Regions from separate parts of the Mus musculus genome. Here all the other regions are linked to region 5. A link is a contact called in public ChIA-PET, HiChIP or PLAC-seq, Micro-C and promoter capture Hi-C data. All regions are on one chromosome and are shown on one strand. Each heading gives the region's core, a stretch centred on a gene start, on an enhancer-like site or on the middle of the called end of the contact. The rest is flanking DNA. Distances are from core to core; before and after follow the strand shown.

What was found. Promoter capture Hi-C pulls out the DNA fragments that hold promoters and counts their contacts. Hi-C and Micro-C count contacts between places; a contact is called where the count stands out from the background. ChIA-PET counts read pairs in DNA pulled down with a chosen protein or histone mark. HiChIP or PLAC-seq counts read pairs in DNA pulled down with a chosen protein or histone mark.
Region 1: a contact with region 5 is called in an H3K27ac HiChIP or PLAC-seq map of double positive thymocytes, with 6 times the contacts expected there. The contact joins the promoter of Dhx16 here to the promoter of Trim39 in region 5. A contact is called at or near these places in 1 of 39 promoter capture datasets (pre-B cells) and 1 of 115 datasets of contacts at active chromatin or transcription factors (double positive thymocytes).
Region 2: a promoter capture Hi-C map of embryonic stem cells shows a contact between it and region 5, with 3 times the contacts expected there. The contact joins the promoter of Ier3 here to the promoter of Trim39 in region 5. A contact is called at or near these places in 2 of 39 promoter capture datasets (embryonic stem cells and pre-B cells), 3 of 484 Hi-C or Micro-C datasets (embryonic stem cells and rod photoreceptor), 2 of 115 datasets of contacts at active chromatin or transcription factors (embryonic stem cells and pancreatic cancer cells) and 1 of 9 other capture datasets (adipose tissue).
Region 3: a contact with region 5 is called in an RNA polymerase II ChIA-PET map of memory CD8 T cells, with 22 read pairs. The contact joins the promoter of Mdc1 here to the promoter of Trim39 in region 5. A contact is called at or near these places in 1 of 39 promoter capture datasets (pre-B cells), 2 of 484 Hi-C or Micro-C datasets (both in embryonic stem cells) and 2 of 115 datasets of contacts at active chromatin or transcription factors (embryonic stem cells and memory CD8 T cells).
Region 4: a contact with region 5 is called in a Micro-C map of embryonic stem cells, with 4 times the contacts expected there. The contact joins the promoter of Prr3 here to the promoter of Trim39 in region 5. A contact is called at or near these places in 8 of 39 promoter capture datasets (the C10 cell line, cranial neural crest, embryonic stem cells and 5 more), 9 of 484 Hi-C or Micro-C datasets (CD4 T cells, CD8 T cells, the HL-1 cell line and 4 more), 4 of 115 datasets of contacts at active chromatin or transcription factors (cardiomyocytes, double positive thymocytes, embryonic stem cells and 1 more) and 3 of 9 other capture datasets (adipose tissue, liver and pancreatic islet).

The regions. Positions count from the first base shown.
Region 1 is chr17:35,877,842-35,883,267 of GRCm38.p6, reverse strand. It overlaps Dhx16 (DEAH (Asp-Glu-Ala-His) box polypeptide 16), which reads right to left and starts at 3,490. Exons shown (of 20, transcript NM_026987.2): 1 at 3,150-3,490; 2 at 1,746-1,990; 3 at 1,473-1,638; 4 at 1,190-1,246; 5 at 572-826; 6 at 220-423; 7 at 1-135. The coding sequence starts at 3,356.
Region 2 is chr17:35,818,731-35,823,671 of GRCm38.p6, reverse strand. Ier3 (immediate early response 3) reads right to left here and starts at 1,959. Exons shown (of 2, transcript NM_133662.2): 1 at 1,744-1,959; 2 at 761-1,634. The coding sequence starts at 1,953. The coding sequence ends at 1,362. It overlaps Flot1 (flotillin 1), which reads right to left and starts at 315. Exons shown (of 13, transcript NM_008027.2): 1 at 171-315.
Region 3 is chr17:35,840,081-35,845,868 of GRCm38.p6, reverse strand. Mdc1 (mediator of DNA damage checkpoint 1) reads right to left here and starts at 4,371. Exons shown (of 16, transcript NM_001010833.2): 1 at 4,190-4,371; 2 at 1,299-1,437; 3 at 1-30. The coding sequence starts at 1,434.
Region 4 is chr17:35,975,358-35,980,559 of GRCm38.p6, reverse strand. It overlaps Prr3 (proline-rich polypeptide 3), which reads left to right and starts at 1,265. Exons shown (of 4, transcript NM_145487.4): 1 at 1,265-1,433; 2 at 2,117-2,179. The coding sequence starts at 1,322. It overlaps Gnl1 (guanine nucleotide binding protein-like 1), which reads right to left and starts at 605. Exons shown (of 12, transcript NM_008136.2): 1 at 313-605. The coding sequence starts at 385.
Region 5 is chr17:36,267,820-36,273,024 of GRCm38.p6, reverse strand. Trim39 (tripartite motif-containing 39) reads left to right here and starts at 1,592. Exons shown (of 7, transcript NM_178281.1): 1 at 1,592-1,688; 2 at 3,959-4,416. The coding sequence starts at 3,964.

The sequences.
Region 1 (5,426 bases), core at 2,241-4,740, 390 kb after region 5:
GATGATGAGGACCTGATGGTTGGCAATGGCGGCCAGAAGCTCCTCTCGGAAGGGGAACACGGGCAGGCTGCGGCGCACAGCCTGGATAGATTCCTTCTGCTGGGCCTGGGCTGACAGGGGCGGGCCTGACGGCTCCTGAGGATGGGGACAGGGACGGTGAGGTCCCCACCACCTTTAGAGGCCCTCGAGTCAGCATCCCAGACTCTTTCTCCTTCTCACCTCGTCACCCTGGAGTTGAGCAGCACGGACAAACTCGATGGTCTCGTCCTCCTCCAGCACCAGCTGGTACTTGGCCTCCTGCGCAGCAGCATCTCGGGCTCCAAACTTCAGGGATGCAGCACCCAGCTGGGCCTCCTCCCAGCGCCGCTGCTCCTCTCCCGGCGCACCCGATTCCTCCTCAACGATGTCCACAGTTCGAGCTGGCTGTGGAGAGAGACGGGAGCAGGGAAAACTTAAGAGTGGCCAGGGCTGCCCGGGTCCTCCCCACCACTGCTTTTACCAGCTATGAACAGGAGAGGGGAAAGACTAGCCATCGTGCCGCCTCTCCCACGAGCAGGCAGGGTTCCCTCACCTGCCCTCGGGTCTCCTTGGGCATGTGGTAGCGATTAGTGGCCTCCAGCTTCTCCTGCTCTCCGGCTGCCCGGTACTCCCGAGCCAGGTCCCGCACACGTCGCTTGTACTTGAGCTCCCTGCGCTCATGGCGACTCAGCTCCACGTCCCCAAACAGGACCTCCTCATCAGCCAGTTCCGCCTCCAGGTCCTCCAGTTTTTCTCGCTCCCGCTTCGCCAGGTATTCCCGACGAGACTTCTTACGGAGCTCAGGGACCTGGGTCAGGAAGGGACAGTCAAGTCCTCATCCTACCAGCACTGAAACCCTGCTCCCTGCACACTCAGAGTGTGCAAAACTCCAAAGAGGAGGATGTGGGGCCTTTTGGTGCTAGCTATTTTGTGTCTCATCAAGTCTCAGAGACACAATGACTTGATCTTACCAAGGCGAGAGGATTTGTAACTTTCTCCTTCTACAACCCAAGTCCACTCTTTTCCGGTTCCTGTCAGGCAGGCCCCTCTCCTCTAGAGCCTGACCACCCAGACACATCTCTGCACACTCCCTCTGTGACCCTTCCTGCTACGGCCGACCACTCCAGCCATCTTTGTCTTCAGACACTGCTTTTTGAACCCAGGGTCTCACCATGGCTTTCCGATCTTCCTCAGCCATCTTGAGGCGCTTCTGAGCCTCTTCATAGGCCTAGAAGAAATCATGTAAAGGGATGTGAGGCCAAAGGTACCATTGCTGTCAGGATGACTAATGTCCTTCGCTGCCCCTCCTCGGTGGAGAACCTCTGTCGATCTCAACCAGACAGGGAGAACCATAGCCAGTGAGCCCACGGGGAACCCTAGTGACAACTCTTGTCTTCCCAGAGACAACTCTGCAGCCAAATCCAGACTTGCCTGACTGACTCTCTTCAGCTCACCTTCTTATCTGACCGTTCCAGGACATTCCGGGTCCGGTCCTTGTCCCGTTGCCGAACCCGCTCTGCAAAGGCATCCCGTTCTTCCAAGTCCTGGAGACGCTCACGCTCCGTCCTTTCCCATTCATCCTCTGAGGCTGGCTTCTCCTCCGTGGGTGATTTACTCCCCCTGAACCCAGCAAACCCAGCCCAGTGTATCAAACGGGGGTACTGAGAAAGCTTAGCATCCCCACAGCCGACAGCCTGCTCCAATCCCTCTCCTTCCTTCTGACTTACCCTGCCTTCCTCTTCCCTGACTCGGAAACCTCTTCCTCCTCGTCCTCCTCGTCCTCCTGGTGTTTCTTCCTGAGGTGTTTCCGTCTCTTCCGCTTCTTCTGGAGGCTGCTCCCGTTACTACCCACTGCCTCCTCGCCGCTCTCGCTGTCTTCCAACAACTTATAAGAACGGTTTTTCTCTAGCAGGGCTCGGGCCTCTCGCTCAGCTGCCCGAGCTGGCTTTTCCACCACAGCCTTCCGTGGCACCTGCCGGTAGATATGACAGCTCCTGACCTCAGTACCCTCATTTGCCTACGAACCGGTTACTATATCTAAAGCCTGTCTCCATCTTTCTCTTCTTCGTGGTCTTGTTCTACGGTCATAGCTCAACAGGGCTCCGCAGCTTCTGAACGTCCTTCTAGGAATCCACTGAGCAAATGATTACTGAAAGCCATCCCGTGGTGGAGGCAAAGAACCAGCTCTCACAGGTTGTACGCTCACAGCCTCACACGGGCATATGCACGAACTAAAACTTCTTCCTAACTTTAATGACTTACTTTTATTTTTATGTGCACTGGTGTTCTGCCTGCAACGTGAGCTGTGTGTGAGGGTGCTGAATCTCATAGAACTGGAGTTACAGTTGTGAGTTGCCACGTGGGTTCTAGAAATTGAACCTGGTTCCTCTAGAGGAACAGCAAGTGGTCTTAATCCCTGAGCCATCTCTTCTTGCCCCACGATAGAATTTTTTTTTTAAAGTATTGGTTCTGAGCTTAAGTAGTTTATGTTCTAAAACCCATTTTCTTTTCATGATTTATTTTTCATTTATTTATGTGTATGGGGTACCTGGCAAAGGCCAGAAGCCCTCCGATCTCCTTGGAGCTGGAATTACAGATGGTTGTGTGCCACTAGGCCTGGTTGCTGAGAACTGAACTCAAGTCTTCCAGATGCACAAGGGGTCTTAACTGCTAAGCCATCCCTCCCCAGCCTCGATCCTATTTCCTAAATGCTAATTCTCCTAGCTCTGTTCTCAGTGACTCTTTCCCAGGGCTGGGGATTGAATCCAAGGCTTACTGTATGCTAGACAAACATTCTACCAACTGAGCTACATCCTTAGGCCTGGGGTATGTGCTGTAACTAACAATGGCTCTAGCTTAAACATGTATGTAGAGCCCCATCTCGAGTCTTCTCCACAGACCTGTATACACCCAACACCTAGCATGATATCTAGATAACAGAGGAAAAAAATTAAATGGTGGGCGGAACCAAGAATGAAAGGTCTCTCTGTCACCCCACTACCAGGGAGGCTCGCTGCAAGTTCTAAGCCAGCCTGTGTACTATATTGAAAGTTGCAGGCTATCACAGAATAGACAGCCACACTGCGTACGAGCCAATTCGGCTGTGAGTGGCCTGCCCCGGCGGCACACACCTTGCTCCAGAGCTTCAGGGCGAAGTCCCGCGCCGGCCCCCCGAGGTCCAGGGTGTCGGTGTCCCGCAGGCGCTGCACGAACTCCTCGGCGGAGGCGCAGCGCTGTGCGGTGCCGATCAGGAACTGCGCGACGTGCCGCTCGCTCAGCCCCAGCACCGAGTGCAGCTCCTCCTGCACCCACCGCTCCAGCCCCGCCGGCGTCGCCATGGCGACGCGTCCTGCTCCGGGCGCGCAACCGCGGAACGGCCAGGACTGCGGCGGGGACAGAGCCTGCGGTACTACCGCCTCGCTCCGGCTGCCGTAGAGACTCCAATTCCACAGACCGCGAAACCCGGAAAGAGTCGCGCTCTTCCGGCCAGGGATCGACGGTGGCTGGGCGGGTTCAAATCGCGCAGCCTCTTTCCCGACGCTAAGTGCAAGAGGCTTTCATGCACAGCCTCGTCCAAGCTCTCCGTCGCCCCCTAATGATCTGTGCGCGGGTGCAGTTCTCTATCAATACAAGCTGTCAGTGATGACTAACTAGTTCCCACAGCTGGGATAAATAAAAGACGTACAAATCAGGGTTAGGAAAACAAGATATATAACAAAGGGCTGGAGAGACGGCTCAGCGAAGTCGAGTTCGATTCGGTGCACCCACATCCCTCACCAACAACCACGTATATCTCCAGATCCAGGAGGATCTACCACCTCTGGTCTCTTCTGACACCTGCACTTGTGTGCACGTGCTCATACACAAACACACATACACCTAATTTTTTTAAAAATAAATTTTTTTTTTTTGGTTTTTCGAGACAGGGTTTCTCTGTCTTGGAACTCACTTTGTAGACCAGGCTGGCCTCGAACTCGGAAATCTGCCTGCCTCTGCCTCCCGAGTGCTGGGATTAAAGGCGTGCACCACCACGCCCGGCCTAACTTAAAATATTAAAAATTAAAACAACAAAAACTAAAGGTACATAATAAATACATTTAGGTGGGAGTTTGGGTATCATAAGATTTTAATATTTATTTATTTAATGTGCATGTGGGTTTGCCTGCATGAATTTATCTGCACAGTATGTGTGTGTGTGTGTGTGGTGTGTGTGTGTGTGTGTGTGTGTGTGCCCTTTTAGGTCAGAGATATTGTGTCTCTCTGAACTTGGAGTTACTGGTGGTTGGGACCTGCCTGATATAGGTGCTGGGAACCAAACACCAGTCTTCTGAGAGCAGCAAGTGCTCTTAACCACTGAATCATCTCTCCAGCCCCTCTATTGGGTGTGTGTGTGTGTGTGTGTGTGTGTGTGTGTGTGTGTGTGTAGGCATTTTACTTGCAAGTATGTATACCACTCAGAATCTGGAGGAGGGCATTGGATCTCCTGAAAATGTAGTTAGGGGTGTTTTTGAGACATCACGTGAGTGCTGGGAGTTAAACCTAAGTGTTCTTAATTGAGAAGCCAGCTCTCCAGTTCACCATTTAAAAAACAAAAACAAAAAACAAAAAAACACGGGACTCATGTACAATTAGCTGGCCTTGTATGTACTACATAGCTAAAGATAACTTTGAACTCTTATTTATTTATTTATTTACTTACGCACTTAATTACTTACATCCTCAAAGCTGCCCCCTCCTGGTCCCCCCTGAAAGAGTTTCTCCCCCTATTCCCCTTCTCCTCTGAGAGGGCACCTCCCCACCCCAGTATCCTCCCTACCCCCCACCCCCCACCCCCGCAACCTTGAACTCTTTTTGTTTGTTTGTTTTTTGTTTTGTTTTTTTGAGACAGGGTCTCTCTGTATAGCCCTGGCTGTCCTGGAACTCACTCTGTAGACCAGGCTGGCCTCGAATTCAGAAATCCTTCTGCCTCTGCCTCCCAAGCGCTGGGATTAAAGGTGAGCGACACCACCGCCCAGCAACCTTAGACTCTTGATCCTGTTGTTCCTACTTCCCAAGTGTGGGGATTATAGACATGTACTATCACACTTGACTGAAATGTGTAATTTATGTACAATCAAAAATAATGAGAGGCAAACTGGAGAGATGGCTCAACCAACTATTCTTCCGAAGGTCCTGAGTTCAAATCCCAGCAATCACATGGTGACTCACAGCCATCAGTAAGGAGATCTGATGCCCTCTTTTGGAGTGTCTGAAGAGAGCTACAGTGTGCTTACATAAAATAAATAAATCTTAAAAAAAAAAAGCCGGGCAGTGGTGGCACATGCCTTTAACCAACACTTGGGAGGCAGAGGCAGGCAGATTTCTGAGTTCGAGGCCAGCCTGGTCTACAGAGTGAGTTCCAGGACAGC
Region 2 (4,941 bases), core at 710-3,209, 450 kb after region 5:
CCCCCCCCCGGACTTCTTCCTCTGTGCCAGTTGATTCTCACAGTCTTCCTCTCACCGCGCCCCCTAGCCCCTCTACCACACAAAGCTCTCCCGCGCCCAGGGGTCTGCAGCAGTTCCGCAGCCTCCAGGCTCTTCAGTAGCCCAAGGCTCCGCCTCCCATCCCCACTCACCTTCCGGAACGTCCCCGTAAGCAACCCCACCGGGGTCTTGAGAAGCGCGGAGGCCCGCAGAACCCCAGAACGGGGTGGGGACTGCTCGGACACCCGGCTTAGTGGAAGCTGCACTTGCGCCCCCCACCCGGCCGCACCCTGTTGCAGCAACAGACGCGACCCCGCCCCCTCCCAACCCCTCGGTCCGCCCCTTTCCCGGCAGGCTCCGCTCGGGTCCGCAGCACTACAGTTCTCGGCAGCCCAGGGGGATGCCAGACATTCTCCCCCCCACCAACAACCAACCCCCCCCCCCCCCCGCTCGAAGCATTGGCGTGGAAGCTCCGCCCCCAACCGAGGCCACGCCCTTCCACTCTGGTTCCTGAATACCCGCCGCCTGCCATGAGTAAGCAGGTTGCCACACCACTCTCTAACTGGGAAAACCGCACACCCAGCAATGTATGACTGCATCCGGTGACCGGATATAGGTCTGTAACTCCAAGAAAGAGTTCAGGACCCAAGAAAGGGTGAGGACTGGGCACCTAGTCACATCCTCCCGCCACTCCCCCCTCCCCCCCGCTTGAATGATACACTTCGAGAACTGCAGATAATAATGACAGGCAAATCAAGTTTATTCGTGTTCACAGAACATACATACTAGGCGACCCCAGACAGCCGCCCTCTGACAATCCATGGACCCAAGACTCCTGCAGCTGCCCCTGAGAAGCAACCAGAAGACATCAAAGGCCGGATTCCCAAGGGTCTTCCAAAGCCTTACAACAGACTACAGAGTTGAAGTGCTGGAAGACGGAGTGTTACCCCTAATCTTATTACACCCCCCCCAGACTAATCCCCAAGCTGGGAGTCCTACCACCCGGGTCCTCCCTCCCACAACTCTGTCTTACCGACCCTATAAATCGTAATAAATATCTGTGTTACAGCAGGGAGGCATATCTCGCACCCCTGCATAAGTTAGAATAAATATTACATACACCCCTCCTTCACCTAGGAGGATATACATAAATACATAAATATTAATTAGACACGGAGAAAGTCTCTGTCCGTCCCCAGTGGGCCTAGCCAGGACCCGCGGTGTCTCTTGGCGGTAGTGTTCTGAGTTAGCGTTGCCTTAGAAATCCCAGTTTGGGATACGTTCTCTCGCACCAGGTACCCATCCATGGTGCCTTTGTTTCTTCGGACTGTGACCCATCGCGTTTAGAAGGCCGCCGGATGTTGCTGGAGAAAAGCTTTAAGATCCAGCGCATAGTCCGAGGACTCCGAGGTCAGGTTCAAAGGCTCGAGGACCGGGGGCGCAGTAATGGGCGCAGAAATGGGCTCAGGTGTCACGGCGCTGGTAGCATCCTCCGGAGCCAGGGGCTGCGACACACCCTCTTCAGCCATCAAAATCTGGCAGAAGATGATGGCGAACAGGAGAAAGAGGACCCTCTTGGCAATGTTGGGTTCCTCGGTTGGTAGCTGGCGCCGGACCTGAGCAGATAAAAGAGGGAAACGTCAGATCGAAGGTCCCTGCGCCTAGTTGTTACCTACAAGTTCCAGGGCGACGCGACCTCCTGATGCCCACTCGGGCGATACTCACCACTCGAGGGTAGAGCACCCTTCGGCTGCGTTTTCGGTGCCCGCGAGAAGTGTTCAAACGCGCGGTGGACACCACGGCCCGCTCCGGGAGAGGGTCGAAGGTGAAAATTTCGGGACCAGAGCCCCGCCGGAGTTCCGGGCCGGTGGAGGGAGCTGGAGAAGGGGCCCTCAGGCCAGTCATGGTGTGGAGATGGTTGCGCGAGTGGCACATAATTTAGACGTTGTGCAGAGAGTGTAGAGGAGTGCAAATCCCCCGCAAAGCAGAGCTACTTATAGAGCCAAAGAAGGGGCCGGGCCGGGGGGAACTCCGCCCTTCGCAGCTGGGGAGCAGTTGGCTGCAAGGGGCTGGAAATTCCAAGGAGGAAGCAAAATGTAGGCGGAGCCTTGATTGGTTATTCTCTAGGTGCCCCAGTGCACGTTCTTTCCTGGGAGTAGTGAATGCTTGTGGGTAAAAACATTGGGAGTAAGCTCACGTCCGGACATGAGGTAGCTAGAGAGGGGCTCTCAGACACGTAGCAGATGGTCCAGCCACCCTCCTTAGTGAAGTCCAGCAAGATCAAGGGACCACAGAAAACACATTCACGTACTTACTTGGAGGTATGCGCAGGAAACAGGAGGGAAGTCATTGCACAAACTTCCAAGAAGATAAAGAACACACTAGAACCCACAGACCGGGCTCTGCCTGCCTCCGTTCACGTGAAAACCATACACACATCACAGAGATTTCAACAGAGCACACGGACACAAAACTGCAATGGTTACTTAGGGACACTCCCGAGACGCTATTCAAAGGGATAGAGGGAAGACAGGAAGTCCGAAGCTCCTGCCTTTGCCCCATACTAGGTGGGTCACAAAATAAGTGAAGTTTCTAAAATTATGAGACTTTGTGCCCGTCGTCAATAGCACCATTAGGAACCCACGGGATCCCCGTAATGCTTGAGAGACCGCTTTCCCTGAACACAGAAGTCAACATTTCTGAGCACCTCTAACAGTCCGAGTGAAAGTGTGGTGGAAACTACCCATCACAACATGAAACTTCAGCCCTCTTCCCAGCCTGCCAAGCGGAGGCAGGAAGACACAGCAAAGCAAGCTCCAGTTTCAAACGACAAACAAACAAACAAACCAAAACCATAACATAGAAGGGGGGGGGGGGGAGACACTGGTGGCACAGTTCTTAAGAACACTGCTGCTTTTGCAGAGGACCTGGAATCAGTTTCCAGAACTCAAGTGGCATCTCGCATCCAGTCCCAGGAGATCTGATGCCCTTTTCCCTTTTTGATCTCTGTAGGCATCTACATGCATGTGGTACACATACATACTCAAAGACAAAAGACTCATATGCATAAAGTAAAAATGAGACATATCGCTGGGCGTGGTGGTGCATGCCTTTAATCCCAGCACTTGTGAGGCAGAGGCAGGTGGATTTCTGAGTTTGAGGCCAGCCTGGTCTACAGAGTGAGTTCCAGGACAGCCAGGGCTATACAGAGAAACCCTGTCTCGAAAAACTAAAAAAGAAAAAAAAGAAAAAAAAAAGAGAGAGAGAGTAAGAGAGATATCTTAAAACAAACAATTTGGGTGAGATGGCTCAGTCTGATGTCCTGAGTTTGATCCCTGGGATCCACGTGGTCAAAGAAGATAACTAATTCTTAGAAAGTCACCCTCTGACTCCCATACGTGGTCACATATGCCCACACATACACACTCCCGAATAAGCAATTGAATTATATATGAATATATGTGCACTCTTGAGAGCTCCGAGCTCAGTTCCATGAGAGGAAAGCAAGCCAGGTAAATCTGTCACTTTGGTCTGAAAGATTTTATCCCCTGGACTTAGGAGGGAACCATGACCAGACTCTTCTGATGGGGACCCTGAGGAGTTAGTGTTCACATCTGACTCATAGTAAGGGAGGCTTCAGTCAGGGGTGACATTTGAGATGACCCGTTAGGTGGGATATGACACATGCAGATGTAAAGGGTGACTGTAAAAAAAGAAAAAAGAAAAAAAAGAAAAAAATCAGCAGAGGCTCAAAGCTGGAAAAGTACAGGATTGATTTGGGGGAATCTCAAGAAAAGCCACCTCACAGTAAGTTTCCTGTGTAGGAGTCATGGAAAGTGCTAACAGTGGGATGGTGGGAGAGGAGCTGGGCAGAGAGGAGAGCTCACCAGACAGGCTGAAAACCCACGTTTGACCCCAGATCATAGAGCACAGGCCAGGAATAAGAGCAGTCTAAACTGGAAGCTGCCTGGGATGAGGACCATGCCCCCGAGGGGAAGAATATGAGGGGCAACAAGCTACTGTAGGGACCTCGGGCAGGGACTAACAGCAACCTGACTGAAATGAGGCTCCAGGACTAGCATGAGATCACTTGATTTAGGTAATCCATTGAGTGTCATTGGAGAAAGGACATTCAGGGGCTCCAGGGCTCTGGGCTGTACCTGGGTCGGAACTTTATCTCATGTGAGCCTGGTGAGTATATATGATTTTCCCCATCATTCAGTCAGACGCTGTGGTTCACACACCCTGTCCTTCATAGAACCCAGCACAGGGCCTTGCAAGCAGTTCTTGCTCAATCATCCTTAAAAACGTGTGTGTGTGTGTGTGTGTGTGTGTGTGTGTGTGTGTGTACATGCATATATGTGCACCCCACATGTGCAAGGACCAAAAGAGCCATAAGAAGGTGCTGGAACCCCTGGAACAGGATTTACAGGTGGGGTATAAGCTGCCTGATTTGGGTGCTAAGAACCAAATTAGGGCCTTTGCAGGAGCAGCAGGTTCTCCTGACTGCTGAGGCTTCTCTCCAGTCCCTCCATAATCTTATTAAGTGAAGATGAAAATAAAGAACTAGGGCTGGTGAGATGGCTCAGTGGGTAAGAGCACCCGACTGCTCTTCTGAAGGTCTGGAGTTCAAATCCCAGCAACCACATGGTGGCTCACAACCATCTGTAACAAGATCTGACGCCCTCTTCTGGAGTGTCTGAAGACAGCTACAGTGTACTTACATATAATAAATAAATAAATAAATCTTTAAAAAAAAAAAGAAAAAGAAAATAAAGAACTATATGCAGAACCATGCACACACAGTATCCTTAGACCAGCTGGGTCCTGCAAGCTTCTGAACATTAATAAATTCCTCTAGACTTCTCAGATAAACAATGTCCTAAGAAAGGCTGGGGAGCTGGAGAGGTGGCTCGGAGGATA
Region 3 (5,788 bases), core at 3,122-5,621, 430 kb after region 5:
CTACATTCTTGCCAAGGTAGAGGGGGAAATCTGAGGATCAGAGAAAAAATATGAGAGTAAGGCCAGAGTCCTGCCCTGAAGATGTTCTGGTTAGATACCCTACTGCTCACTCAGAGCTCTTACAGGCGTTAAAAAACGACCAACAACAAAACCCTGAGGGCATGCCAGCATAGAAGAGCATTTATAATACACTACTCATCAGCAATATTCTATCTAGTCACATTTTTGTCTTTTCTCAATTGCTTAGACTTGAAAACAGAGCTTCATGCATGCTAGCTAAACACTTTCCCCCTGAACTATAGCTCTTGTTTTGTTGTTTTGATTTAGGGTCTTATCATGTAACCCAGATGATTTTCAAACTTACTATATAGCCCAGGTTACCCTCAAATTCTAGAGTACCCTCCTTAGTACAGGGATCACAAACATGTACCACCATGCCCAATGGGTGCTTTTGTGTGATTAAGTACATATAATACAGGCTAGGTATAGTGTGGCACACGCCTTTGATTCCAGCACGTGGGAAGCAGAGAGAAGTGAATCTCTGTGAAGCCAGTCAGGTCTGCATAGTGAATTCCAGAGCAGCACAGGCTATATAGAGAGACCCTGACTCAAAGGAAAAACAAAAATAAAGGAAACACACTACACACAATACAACTCTAACCACTTCAATCACTGCACGTATGCTGTCCCGTTTTATTATACAGCCACTGTCCTTCCACAGTCACCAACACCCACAGTGTGTATGTGTGCACCTGCATGAATTCATGTCTATCACATGTGTGCTGGTATCCTGAGGTCAGAAGATAGTGTCAGGCCCCCTGTAACTAGAGCTCCAGGTGGTTGTGAACCACCATGTAGGTGCTGAGAACCTAAACCTCTCCAAGAGCAGTAAGCACTCTTAATCACTGAGCCATCTTTTCACCCCCCACATTGTAGTTTTATTTGAAGCTCTTCATTTTCTCTTGACAAAAGAAAATCACTCCAAGAAAATCCCAGAACCAGCCTCGAACAGTCAACTCAGGTGGCCTCTTTGGCATCCTTAGTGGTACAGTTATTCATATCCCCTTTGAAACATATGTGTATGTGTGTGTGTGTGTGTATATATATATATATACATATATATATATACACACACACTACATACTTATTTATATACATATGTATATGTGTATGTACTTATGTATGTATATGTATGTATGTGTGTGTACATATATATAAATGGTTCTACCAACCCTCCAACTTCCAACTTCTTCTAAGAAAGACCCACAATCATACTTTAGTTCCCAATATCTCCTGACCTCTTTCTGGTCCATGAGTTCCACTGAAGAGACGTAGCTGCCCTATAGGCTCCACACTATACCCCAAGGAGCCACTGGATAGTTCTGTCTCTTCCTCTTCTTCAGCATCCCAGTCAATCACCTGGGTGCTTTCCATGATCTGTAAAGGAAACACATAATCAGACCAGGCTGGCCTCAAACTCAGAGATCCCCTTGCCTCTGCTTCCCAAGTGCTGGGATTAAAGATGTGAACAACCATGAGGTGATGATTTCCTATCAGTTATTCTAAAGCATGTAACAATATTCAGGGGTGGGAGAGTATGCCAGAAATAGAATGTTTGCTTAGCCTATGTGAGGCCAAGTGTTCAATTCTTAGTACTACCAATAAGGAAAAAAAAATCTATTTGATAAAAGCATGTTGGCATATATCTATAATCCCTGCATCTGAGATGAAGCAGAAAAATTAAGAACTAGAGAAGCCGGGCGTGGTGGTGCACGCCTTTAATCCCAGCACTCGGGAGGCAGAGGCAGGCGGATTTCTGAGTTCGAGGCCAGCCTGGTCTACAGAGTGAGTTCCAGGACAGCCAGGGCTACACAGAGAAACCCTGTCTCAGAAAACCAAAAAAAAAAAAAAAGAACTAGAGACCTTACCAGGCATGGTGATGTACAGCTTTGATTATAGCAATGAGAAGACAGAGGTAGGCAGATGTCTACTTGGTCTATATAGCAAGTTCCAGGCTAGCCAGAAGTAGCTAGATCATGGATTCAAAAGGGGGTGGGGTGGGGGGGAGGCTGGAAAGATGGCTTAGTGGTTAAGAGCACTGACTGCTCTTCCAGAGGTCATGAGTTCAATTCCCAACAACTACATGGTGGCTCGCAACCATCTGCAATGGGATCTGGTGCCCTCTTCTGGTGTGTCTGAAAAGAGCAGTGGTGTACACATATACATAAAATAAATCTTTTTTAAAAAATGTAGAAACCAGCCTTGGCTACAGTGAGACCTTGCCATCCAAAACGGAACACGTACATATTTATACTTCTGGCCATGACACAAAGTATACCATTATATAGAAAGGGATACTTTATGGGATTTGTTTGTTTTTAGATACTACAGACTGAATCTAGAGCCTCCCACACCAAAACAAATGCTCTACCACCAAACTATAGCCTCAGCCCACAGATGGGTACTTCGTTTAAAGCATAAAAAAACATGGTAAGCTGGACTGAGGTGGTGTATACCCACAGTTCCAGCTGAGGGCAGCTGAAACAATGTAATTGCTTGAGTCCAAGACTTCCAAGTTAGCATGGACAACACAGTAAGACCCCTTTAAAAAACAACAACAACAAAAACCAGCAAGGTGGCTCAGTGGTTAAAAGCACTGCATGCTCTTCTAGAATACCTAGGTTCAGTTCTCAGAACCCACACTGGTTCACAACAGTTTGTAATTCAAATTCCAGGGTATCTGACACCCTCCTTGGAGCCACGCACTCACCTGTGTGAGGGTATGGGCTTTGAGAAACAATGGTATGTGAAATATACTGTTTCTGGGCCTGGAAAGATGGCTCATCTGTTAAGAGCACTGATTACTCTTCCAGAGGTTTTGAGTTCAATTCCTAGCAACTACACGGTTCACAGACATGCGTAATGGGATCTGATGGGTCAGATATTACACACACACAGGAAAACTAGTGATGATCAAACTTAGGGTCTTGTACATGTTCTAGTTTTTAAAAGCCCATCTACCACTCCCTAATTGATTTCATAATCCTCTATTGAGTATTGTGTTGTATCAGGCATAATAGCCAAACGAGACAGGGAAGTAATAACTCCAAAAATTGATTTGCTCAGAATAACACAGCATGTAAATAGAAATGAGTCACAAAGCCCCCAGTTTATACACTCTCATCAGCATACTTCAGCTTGAAGTGCAAAGAACCAGAGAAGCTAACATATAAAGAGGGGTTTATATGTTAAACAGTTTTAACACATTAGGTTGACTGATTCATTTGTTCTTGAGAAGAACCCTGTAAAAGTATGGTTGTTCTTTTTTTTTTTTTTTTCCCAGATGAGAAACGTCAACATAGATGGGTTAAGGACCGTCTCTAAATCACTCCTAGCGTTTTCTCGTGGCTGCTAAGTTCACAGAATTAAAGTAGCTCCTTGGCAAGACCCTTTCTGTCTTTGTTTGCTTGTTTTCGAGACAGGGTTTCTCTGTGTAGCCCTGGTTGTCCTGGAACTCACTCTGTAGACCACCAGGCTGGCCTCCAACTCAGAAATCTGCCTGCCTCTGCATCCCCAGAGCTGGGATTAAAGGCGTGCCCCACCACGCCCGCCCGGCCCCCTTTCTGTCTTTGACATCTCTTTCCAGATCAGTACGGGTGGAACTGTATCTACATCCCCACCTCCCCTACTCGGGTCCGTCCTATTTACTCTGCAGGAATTATGCACACCTGGTACCGGTCAGTATTTGGGCATGCATCCTCAAAATGAATCCTGCTCTCATGGTAACTACATAGCCGGCGTTACTAACAGACAAACTAGAGACAGAAATTCAAAACTGCATGGGTGGATTTTACCTATAAAGATGTCACACACGGGGAAAACGCTGAAAGGAAAAGTAGTGTACCCCAAGAAGTAAACTCCGTCCTGCCAACCCAGCAGACGCCTACGACCCTTTGCTCCAAGTGAAGGGCAACCATCTTTGGTACCTACGCTGGAGTTCGTTCCCTCGTGGCCTAAGGTTTCCGTGTCACCAAACCTACACCCGGGCCAGGGCGCCAAGCAAGGATTAGCATAAAAAAACCTAAAACCGCAACCCAAATTACCTCAGCCCAGTGACACCTAGGGCACGCCCCTCCCGCCCTCAGGAGGAATCAAAGATGGTAACCCGGGCGCGGGCTGCCGAACTCACCGACTGAATCCGCGCGCGCGCGCCACCAGTAACGGCCGCTACCAGGTGGCGGGAGTGCGAATCCCGGAAGAGAGTCGGTGGGCTGATTGGCTCCTGGAACTGTCTTTTACTGCTGGAAGCGCGCCGATTGATTCAAGTCGGAAGCCCCGCCCCTGCCTCACCTCCTCACAGCTCAAATGTGCGGCTACCGGCGGGAAACAGGCTGAAGAAAACGCTAATCAGGAGGGTGTGGCCTGAGAATCCCGCACCGTGATTGGGTAGTGCCCTAGGCCAACCCTCCGTCGCTACGTCATCCACGGACTACTTCCCGCGCAGATTTCCAAACGCCTACCAGAGAGTCTGGCGCCAGTTACCGGCGGCGGCTAGAAGGGCTCTATCATAGAAGTCATTCCAAGGCCAGAGCGCCCTTCTCGGTCATCCCAGAAATGGCGCCAGCTGACTCACGAGAAATGGGGGGTTGCAGGCAGCAGTCGTGGCTGGAGGCTGCAGATTGGAAAACACCCTGTAGGCGTGGCACTTTAGAACTCCCTATTGCAGAGGGATTTTATTTCCGTTTGATTTGGACTGTTTACTTGCTTTTCTTCCACATCTATGTATGTACGTATTAATGTATAAAATGACGGACTTTTTTTTTTTTTTTTTTTTTTTGGTTTTTCGAGACAGGGTTTCTCTGTATAGCCCTGGCTGTCCTGGAACTCACTTTGTAGACCAGGCTGGCCTCGAACTCAGAAATCCGCCTGCCACTGCCTCCCGAGTGCTGGAATTAAAGGCGTGTGCCACCACGCCTGGCCAATGACGGACATTTTGAGGTCATCTTCCTAAATGGAAGATCCTAAATACAGCAAGCTGTTTTGCTAAAACCTCAAAGTCTGTCGTCGTCTTTCAAAAGAGGAGAAAAGTATAATAAAATAATTTATTTCATTATAATAAAACATGAAGGTATTCCAGGAAAGTGGCTTGTATAGTTCTTTCCCGTTGGTTTTTTCAATATGTCCATAATAAATCGCCAGACGTTTGAAGCTTTAAGTTGGATGACTTATCCGTGTTCCTAAAGTAAATGAGACAAATTCAAGTAGCACGAAATAATCAATAATCGCTTTCATTGTTGGCATAACCAAAATTGAAATATTTTTAATGAATAAAGGAGTATTGATGTAACTTAAATGTTCTTTGTTGTTGTTGTTGTTGTTTTGGTTTTTTGTTTTTCGAGACAGGGTTTCTCTGTGTAGCCCTGGCTGTCCTGGAACTCACTATGTAGACCAGGCTGGCCTCGAACTCAGAAATCTGCCTGCCTCTGCCTCCCAAGTGCTGGGATTAAAGGTGTACACCACCACTACCCGGTTAAATGTTCTTTTATTTAAAAGATGACTTGAGCTGTATGTTGATTGCATGTCTTTGATTCATTTTCTTTAAGCCAAAGAAGGGTCTCACTATGTGCCTCCGCTAACCTCGAACTAACTAACTTAGCAGGTCAGCCTTGAACTCACAGGGATCCTCCTTCCTTTCACTGGTACAACACGATTATATTCTAGATACTGCTTACTACATTCTAGATACTGCTTACATTCTAGATACTGCTTACTAGACCCTTCCCTTTGT
Region 4 (5,202 bases), core at 16-2,515, 290 kb after region 5:
CCCGAGCCGGTAGGACAAGCTCTTCTTCAGCCGACCCAACTTCTCCAGAGGCTCCATCTTCCCAACCGCGCGCCCCAACCCCGTCCCGGATGGGCCTGGAGGTCGTCACAGCGCCCTGTGGCAGCAGCAGCAGAAGCAGAAGCAGAGTTTCCCATCCCCCACCCTCCACCCCTCCCCGTCCCGCCGCTGCGGGAAACCCCCACCGTGGCAGCCCACGCGGGATCGCGAGAGCCCACCCACCCACCCCCCGCCCGCGGTGCCGCGGCACAGCCCTCCTCCAGAGCTGCGCAGCGGCCCCGCCCCCTCCCTGACCTCGCTTCCGCTCCCGCTTGTCCTGCAGCTGCTTCTTCTTCTGCTTCACGCTGAAGGGCTTCTTCCTCGGCATGGCCCCGGAGCCCCGGCCCGCCCTCCGCCGAGCTCCCCGCCGCCGCAACTGACTCCCCGGGGCAGCCCCCGCCGGCGGCCCGGGGCCCTGGGGAGGCGGGGCCGCGGTGACGTCAGCAGCGAGCGGCGGGGAGCGGGGAGCGGGGCGGCGGGGATGCAAGCGGCGGCACGTGAGAGTCCGCGGGTCCGGGATGCACGGTGCGGCGAGCGGGAGACGCGCGTGGGAGGCCCGAGCCGACTCCGTCACGGGCGCTACCAAGTGGCAGTCGCGGGAGGGGGGACGCGTGTCACCGCCGCCCGGCGCTCCCGGGAGCTGCCACTCACCTGGCGGGGGCCGGGCGACGGGGCGAGGACACGCCCCACCGCGCGGCCGCCTGGAGAGGATGGCCCCTGGCGGGAGAGCCGGGACTGCGCTGGCTGCCCGGTGGACTGGCTGCCCCGTGGACTGGCCTGCGGCAACAGGACTCGGTAAGGAGATTGCGGAAGAGGCAGGTTCACTGGCCACACGTGCGAGCGCGGGTGAGGAGGAAAAGCGAGCGGGACAAGGACTTTTGGAGAGAGGTCAGAGAGCACGGAGTTGTGGCTGTAGTTGTTGCCATGGTAACTGGGGCCCGGATGTGGCGACCTTAGGATGCGACAGGCCTCTCGCGTGCCGCCAGAGTCCCGAAGCCTGTCCGGTGTCTCACTGGAATGGGGTGGTGCTTTCCCACGTGGAGAGGAACTGCACAAGGGGGAGCAAAGCTTCCCCACGCGCGCGGCGGGGTGAGCGAGGCACCTTGTAGGAGCGAACGGCCGCGGCACATCCACGACCTCCCGGAAGTGGCATGGTGGGCGCCTCGGTCACCCGGCCCATCGCCCACCCGGAAGCGGAAGGAAAGCTAGTGTGCCCCTTCCTCACTGCCCTCCAAATCTTGCTGCAGCCATTGCCGCAGCCGCTATGCCGAAACGAAAGAAGCAGGACCAGCCGCCGCCGCTGCCGCAGCAGCAGCAACATCTCGCACTGTCTGAGCGGGACGAGCCTGGAGATGAGGAGGATGAGCGCCCCATGGGTGAGGGGCAGGGCGTGCACACGCCTGTCAGCCGGCCAGGGGGCTAGGATAGAATGAAATGCGGGGGAGGAGGTGCCAACGGAAGGAGGAAGGGCGCACGCGTGGAGGTGGGGTGGGACGTGGTGGGGGAGGGATGCTGGTGGAACCTGGATTGAGGGCTTCGCTTGCTTGAACCCTCAACCTCAATCTGGCTCCTAATCCTTTCTGGAGAAGGCAGGGGAGGTGGCGGCTCGGCTAAACATCTGGCTTGCGCAACCGCAGAATGGCGGGGGGAGAGGGGTGGCAGCGATGTTACAGATTGTGATGATCGGGAAGACAATTTGTGACCACACTTCCACTGGTTAGGTCAACCTTCTGTGAACTACTCCCCCGAGGGAAGGAGAGGAGAAAAAAACTATGATGGGCCAACAGTTAAGGTGAGGGATTGGGGTACGTGGAATCACTGGCATGTTGTGGATGCAGCACTGTGAGGAAAGAGCTGTTAGAGACCTCTGTTACCCTCTGATGGACTCTCAAACAACTCTGCAGAGGGACGGGCAGATGGACGGGGTGAGAGTTTGCGGCACTGCTGAGTGGATATATGACTTACCTGGTTAAAAACTGAGTGTTATAAGACCACGTAAGGACGAGGTGATCAGTCCTTTGCACCGTTCTGATGGCTGTTTTCTCACGTCTGCTCTTAGGACCACCCAGCCTTCTGGGCCCTCCCCCCATGGCTAACGGGAAGCCTGGTGATCCCAAGTCAGGTGAGGAGAAATTGGGCCCTGATTCATGTTTTAAGCCCTGGAGAAGGGATGGACCCCTAAAGACTTAAACAAAAGCCCAGGGATTGTGTGTACCTAAATGAGGGATCATATATTAACCGTTTGGAAATACGGTGTTGTCAAAATGTTACTTTCCTTCCAGATTAACTCCTAGGTCTGTCTTTATTTGTGTGTAGAAATAAATGTTCTCCATTATAGAGGCTCTAAATGGGACACTACCAAGACCAAAGTGAGAGGGCATAGCAAGATTTAGTGAAAAGCTGCAGTAGCTATGACATTGTGGTTTTCACAGAATGTCAACATAAGTTCTTAACATGTGGAAGGATCAGGAGTTCCTGGCCAGCCTCTCCTGCAATAGCAAATTTGAGACCGGCTAGCCTAGGCTACATGAGACCCTATCTGAGTGCAATCGGAGGCCTGTAGATATATGAACACAGAATTCTGTGTAAAGATGAAATCAACGAAGTGGTTCTGTCAGTAAACAAAGTTGTCTCAATTGGACTTTTTTTGTGTGTAAAACTATGAACTTTGACTTTGTAATAGTCGTACCAAATAAAAACACCAATTCTAAGCAGATTGTAAAATAAACATTCTTATAAAAAGTTAACCATGTCTCATGGTCTTAGAGTAGGTAAGCGTTTGTAAACAGCACACAGACCAGGCATACTGGCAGCAGGAAAGCTCAGAGTTCAGTGTTACCCTGGCCTATATAAGACACTGTCTATAAAATTTAAAAGTAGCCAGGCTGTGGTGGTGCACGTCTTTGATCCCAGCACTTGGGAGGCAGAGGCAGGCGAATTTCTGAGTTCAAGGCCAGCCTAGTCCGGGCTATACAGAGAAACCCTGTCTTGAAAAAAAAACAAACAAAACAAAATCTAAAAGTAAAATGAGGAAGAACAGGAGGAGTGGTACTGTGGGAGGTGGTCCAGTTGATGAAGTATTTACTTCAAAAGCATGAAGTCCTGATTTCAGATCTTAGCAACCATGTAAAAAGCAAAAACCTGGGCCCAACAGTGATAAGGCAGAGGTAGACAGACTCTAGGACTTGCTGGCTAGCAAGTGTAGTTGAATCAGAGTGTTCCAGGTTCAGTGAGACCTTTCAGCCCCTGGCACACACAGACAAAAAGCACACACACATATGTTAATCATAAAGGAAGTATTTATGAATGAACTAAATCAATAACACAGACTTATACTAATCAGATAACACTGCTAACTAGATAGACATGGAACCACATAACTACTATGTATAGTATGGAGCTTTGTTACAAAACTAAAAATAAGCCAAGCCTGGTAGCACATGTCTACAATTTTGAAGGGTGAGGCAGGAGAACTTTTGCGCTATGAAGCTAGCATGGGCTACATAGAGACCCTATTTAACAAATTAAATAAGTACAGTTCCGCTTCTGGGTTTATATTTACAAGAATTGAAAGCATAGTCTTTGGGGATTTGAGTTTTTGTTTGTTTTGGTTTGTTGTGTTATTTATTTGCAGTGAGGTCTCACTGTGTAGCCTTGGCTGTTTGGAGCTCACTGTACAGACCACACTAGACTTGAATGCAGAGAAAATCTGCCTGCCTCTGCTCCCCAACTTTTTGGATTAAAGTCAGGCATCACCAGGCTTGTCTTTTTGTATTTTTTTTTTTTTTTTGAGACAGTTGTTATGTAGCCCCGGCTGCCATCAAGCTAAAAGTATATATATGCATTCAGTGGAATATTTTTTTTTTGAAAAAAGAAGAAAATGTTGGTAGAACCTCAACACAGTATTAAGAAAGTGGGCCCATAAAGATAAACACATGAGCTGTCTGAAGTCAGACTCATAGAAACCATTAGAATGTGGGTTACTGGGACTGTTGGAGATGTAAGGGAAGGGGTTTGTTAAAGGTTTCTGTTTTGGTCTCGGGTTTACAGTGTAGGGTTCTCGGATTCTATTTCCCGACAGTATTAAACCATTTACTTAATAGCTGAGGTGTGTCAGGCTGACAAGATGGCTCTGCAGGTCAAAGTACTTGCCACCAAGCCTGACAGACTGACTTCAATCCTTGGGCTCCAAGTAGTAGAGGAACCAAATTCCACACGTTGTCTCTCTGTCACACATGCAGCATGATATCTGTGTACACACCCCCAACACACACACACATAAATTTTAGAAATCTGTTTTAATCTGTAATTTTAGAAATCTATTTTTTTAGGCTAAAGAGCTTGCTATTAGAGAGAACCTGAGATTCATTTTTACCACCACATGGTCTAGTAGAACTAGGCAGCTCACAGGTCTAGTTTCAACACCCTTTTTTTGGCCTGCAGGGACACAAGACACACATGTGATACGTGAGCATATTATTACGTATATTATTTTTGTTTCACACACAACAAATCAACCAAGTGACAAAGTCTGAGCCATCCAATGCTTGGAAGCTGTAAAGCCACCTTGAGGGCCGGGGGTGGGGGGAGAGCAGCATATAGTTGATAACCACTCAGAAACTGTTTAATAATATTTTCTTTTTTTGGTTTGTTTGTTTTTTTGTTTAGTTTTTCGAGACAGGGTTTCTCTGTGTAGCTCTGGTTGTCCTGGAACACACTTTTTAGACCAGGCTGGCCTCGAACTCATAAATCCGCCTGCCTCTGCCTCCCAAGTGCTGAGATTAAAGGTGTGCACCTCCACGCCTGGCACGCTTTTTTTGGGGTGGGGGGATTTTCTTACTGAGCAATTCCTCTGCCACATTTAGTCTGAACAGAAACTTATACTACACATAGAAATGTTCATAGCAGAGGAGTGGGGGGGAGGGTATGGGGGACTTTTGGGATAGCATTGGAAATGTAAATGAGGAAAATACCTAATAAAAAACATTTTTAAAAAAATGTTCATAGCATTGTTTATTGTGGCCAGTTAATACCCACATGTCCATTAAATCATCAGTAGATCACATTAGTCCATGTAATAGGATGCTACACTTAAAAAAATCAACCACCACCAGGTGTGGTGGCACACACCTTTAATCCCAGAAC
Region 5 (5,205 bases), core at 343-2,842:
CCACCTTTCTCCGTCTCTACTACCCTCTCAAATCCCCTCCCCATTCCCTGAATAAACTCTATTCTATACTATGCCATCGTCATCGTGTGGCTGGTCCCTCAGGGGGGAGGGATGCGGCAGCATGGGCCTGCAGAGGCACCCCTCCTCCCACACCTGACTACACCTCCACCAAACACACTCCTTCTCTCCTTATCTTTTTATAAAACACAACAAGGAGGCCAATGTGCAAGTCTGGAGTCTATCCATAAGCTCCATCTGCTCTCCCAGAGAAACTTAAGCAAGGTCTTCAAAGAGAAAGAAGCAGGCTTTGGTTCCCACCCAGTGTTTCCTGAGCACAGGATTTGGTCCTCCTGGCATCCTAGATGCAGGGGCAGCAAAGCACCGAACTAGACCGGTTTTCTACACTCCAGCTCCAGCCAGGGAAAGCGTTTCGCTAATGTCAGCTGTGGTGGCTACTCCTGGTGGTCAACTTGACTATCTGGAAGGAATTACAACCCAGAATTGGAGGGCTCACCTGTGATCCAGATCTTGAGGCTGGAAGACACAAGTTTCTGACCTGGATCTTGACATGGAGATCTTGAGGTACAGTGGCCATTAAGTTTAGGACCAGGCAAGGCAGTACACGACTTCAATCCCAGACTGGGGCAAGGAGTTCTCTGAGTTCAAAGTCAGCCCGGGAGAAAGCAAGTCCCAAATCCAAACAAGGTGGTGCACACCTTAATCTGGGCCACGCCTTCTGCTGGAAGTCTACATAAGGACATAGGAAGAAGGAAGATTCTCTTCTTCACGGGCTTGCACTTACTTGCCAGCACATCTGTCGGAACCTACTTCTACAGAAGACCAGCTGAAAGAACTAGCCACGTGGGACTGCGCAACTACTAGATTCTTGGACTTCCCATCCACAGCTGCCCATTGTTGGGTTAGCCTGTAAGTCATCACGATTAATTATAGAGAGAGAAACATTCACTAGGTTCTGTAGCTCTAGAGAACCCCTGGCTAATACATCACCCAACCGGAGGAGGGGAAAAGACGCACCTCGGTCTGCAGCCAAGATAACTCACCTACTACAGCTTGCCGGTTAAATTGCCAAACCTCAGCCAGTCGGAAGTGACGTGCCAGCATAGACTCTCAGGTCGGCCACGTAATACACCGCCGCCTTAAACAGCAACCCTCCCCCAGAATTGACCCGGAGACCGGGAAAGTGTGGCCCAACGCCCACAACCCGTAGCCGCCCAGGCCTCTGCGGTTCCCAGCCCCACCGAGGACCAGCTTGAGCCTCTGCGGGCTCGCTGACCGCGCAGCTCTGCCAGCCCAGCCACGGCGCGCTGCCCGCCATGGGGTTCGGCGTCTCGCCACGCGCATGCGCGGCCCTCAGTCTCCGGGGGACCGCTCTGGTCACCTGGGCGCCAGCACCTCAGCCACGGGAAGCGGCGGGTTCCCTCTCGCCCGGTAAACTAGCCGCGCAGGCCCTCGCCTCCGGCTCTCCGCCCGCCACCCGCCGCGGGCCCGACTAGGCCCTGGCACGGCGGCTCGGCGCCGCGCAGCTGTCTTCCATCGCCGCAGCGCGGCTTCCGCTTCCGGCGAGTATTGTGTGTCGCGCCGCGGGGCGGGGGTGAGGGGAGGAGGAAGGAGGGAGGCAGTGCTCCGGCGGCTCCGCGCCCGGCACTCCGGGACCCGGAGCCGGGAAGGTAGGTGCTGCGCCGCCGCCACAAGGGTCCCGCAGCCGGCTCCAGCGAGCGGGCTCCTCTCGCCGCGGCCCTACGCCCGGCGAGTACGTCAGCCGGCCGGCGCGCAACCACAGCTGCCTCCGCCCGCCTCGGGCCCGGAGGACGTTTGCCGCCCCGGCGACGTCAGCGCGTCCGGCGTTGCTTGGCTACCCCGCCGTTCCCCTGTCCCGCTGCCTTTGGTCTCCCCGGGTGAAACTGACGCAGTCATCGCGGGTCTGGGCTGCGACATGGCAGCGGGCATCCCACCTTCACGTCACACCTCTCCCTCACTTAGACACGCATCCGTTCCTCCCTGCCAAGCACGACGTATGCTCCCTCACTCTGGTCCTCATGCTCCCGATATGGCTGGAGAAGATGGAGAACGGGTGGGACAGAGTTGTGGCCAGTGCTTGAAAGAGGCTCCTGAGGTGGTACCCAATAGTGATTAAAGGCAAAACGTGGACGTCTCTGACGCGATTACTTACACTGAGATCGAGTAATGGAGAGTGGGAGGAAGGATCAAGCCAGAGGAGCACAAGGCCATATTATGGCTGCCCTCTACACCACCACCACACCACCCCCAGCTCCAAATCCTCTCCGTTCTTCACTATCCTTGAGCCCGTTTCTCTCTCATACCATCTATTTGCTAATTAGATACATGCAGGTCTCTCAAGTGTGAATATGGTTCAGTTTTAGGTGAGGATGCCACTTATCTGTAGGATTGAGGAGGAGGAGGCTAAGTCACTAGTCAAAACTGGATTCTAATGGGCAGAGAAGAAAGAAATCATCCAACTGTACTTATCTGGATCAATTCTTTTCTCCATTAAAAGAGGATAAGTTACCAACTCCTACTTAAAATCCTTCCATTTGTACCACCAGTATACAGAAATAATCATTGTTGCCCCAATTCATTACATGGGCACTTTTCTGTCGATGGGTAGACCTATCAAATTTCCTTCCTTTTTGGGGGGCCCCTTTTGGGACAGAAGGAAAGTAGGGGGTTATGGGACCAGATAAATTAGCTTACTTATGTATTGACATCTTAAGAATGGAGAGCTTTGGTTGTCTCTTTCCATACACTTATTCATTTATTGAGACCAATAACTATTTATTGGTTATATTTAATTTAGGCTGGCCTCGAGTTCCTGAGGCTCCTGCCTTTGCCTCCTCGGTACATGCGCTACCTACCTAGTATTAACCATACCTGGCTAATTTCCTTCCTAATCACTGACTATCTAAGGAGTTAGTTATCAGTAGTGACGTTGAAAGACTGCAGTCACCACTGAATGTTTAGAATGTACTTGCCAGCTCTCTCTCCAAGAAGCTGCTGCCCTCAATGCACTCAATGGTGCTTCCTTAGAGCTGATATGTATTTGTTGCTTTGCAGCCATCCCAGCTGCACACAAATAGAAATGCGGTGAGTGACAGGAGCATCTTCAAGAAGAGAGCGTTCTTCCTTTGGGCTAGTTTGGGGAAAGGAAGAACCATGTCATGCTTTCCCTGAAACAGTGTGTTACTGTAGTGTAACTCATTAAGAGGAACAGCAGACAATCAAGGCTAGACTCTAAAACAATAAACTTCCTATGACGTTAGAAGAAGTAGCTTGGGGTTCTTTGAAATCGATGCAGTAATTATATATGAAGTTCTTTAAAGTAGTAATGAGTTCTAGGGCTGATAGTCAGTTTTAATAGATATGTAGATATATTATTTGTTTTACAAATCTTACTCTACAGCCCAGGCTAGCCTTATTCTTGTATTGATCCTCCTGCCTCACAGTGAGCCACCATGCCCAGCTAAAATCTTAATACTTTGGCTTATGTGACATATCTCATTTCCCATGGTTCCCTCCCTGTAGAAATAAGATCTGTGTAATTCAAGCTAACCTAGAACTCATTGTGTAGCCTACGTTGGCCTTCAGCTAATGACAGTCCCCCTACCTTGACCTCAAAAATGGCTAGGGAAATGGGTTTCAGTCGCCATATCAGGCTCCTTTTCATTGCTGGTATTGAAAAAGCAGAGGTAAAGAAATTCTGGGCACTGCTGATATTTGCTGACTCAAAATAATAATAAAATAATAATAACAGTGATGGGGAGAGGTCACACACACTGTAAATAGACCAACAGATGAAAAGGTGGAAATGGGAGAATACCAAGATGGGGCTTCATCTAGACCTATGGCTTACTGGGAGCTAATGTCAGGAAACAAAATAACCCTCCAACTAACACTTCTTTCCTCTCTCCCTGCCTCCAAGTTATAATGGCAGAGACAAGTCTGTTAGAGGCTGGAACCTCTGCAGCCTCCACAGCCGCTGCTCTGGAGAACCTGCAGGTGGAAGCAAGCTGTTCTGTATGCCTAGAGTATCTGAAGGAGCCAGTTATTATTGAATGTGGGCACAACTTCTGCAAAGCGTGCATTACCCGCTGGTGGGAAGACCTAGAGCGGGACTTCCCTTGCCCTGTCTGTCGGAAGACATCCCGATACCGGAGTCTCCGGCCTAACCGACAGCTAGGCAGTATGGTGGAAATCGCCAAGCAGCTCCAGACGGTCAAGCGGAAGATCAGAGATGAAAGCCTCTGCTCCCAGCACCACGAACCTCTTAGCCTTTTCTGCTATGAAGACCAGGAGGCTGTCTGTCTGATATGTGCAATTTCTCATACCCACCGGCCCCACACCGTCGTGCCGATGGATGATGCTACACAGGAATACAAGGTAGGCAGCCAGGCCCATGATGCTAGGGTTGGGGGTTGGGGAGGGCAGCTGAGAATATACTCTGAGTAGTCCCTTCCTGACTGTATACATCTGGTCAGTTGTCCTCCATTGAGAACAGTGAGGAGTACCCTAAAATTTCTGTAACTTACTGCAATAATATTGAGTCTTCCAAATATATCAGATTTTAAATAAATGAGTGGAACCACATGATCTGAAAAATATTTTAGAAGAACTAAAAAAGATTTTGATTTAAGCCTTTTTACTTAGGAAGTAGTTCTTTTCCCCATTTGTTGGAGGTAGCTAAAACCACTTGAGACTGATATCCAGCAAACTGTGCTGAGCCAGTCTGCATCTTCCCATAGAATGGGTAACAGCATTTAACATTTAAATCACTAGTGAGGGCACATGGTAAATATTTTACTAATAAAAATCAAAGATGGTACTGCCTAGGATTCTGCTTAACATTCTGCTTAACAAAGTCTTGAAAAATATTTAAGGTTATTTACAATCAAGATTTATTTTGTTTCTAAGTAGTTAGATTTGAATAGAGGCACGGGTTTAAAAGGGTATCAAGACAGGCGTGGTGATACAACACACTTGTAATCCCAACACTCAGATGGAGGAGGCAGAAGGATCAGAAGTTGGTTATTCGTGACTCCATGTCAGGACTGCTGGAAACCTGATCATAAAATAACAATAATAAAAGTGCAGAAGGCAGCTTCTGGCAGGAGGAAGGTGTAGCCTGGTACTAGAGACTGTTCTATCATACACACCTTTCATGGATCCCCA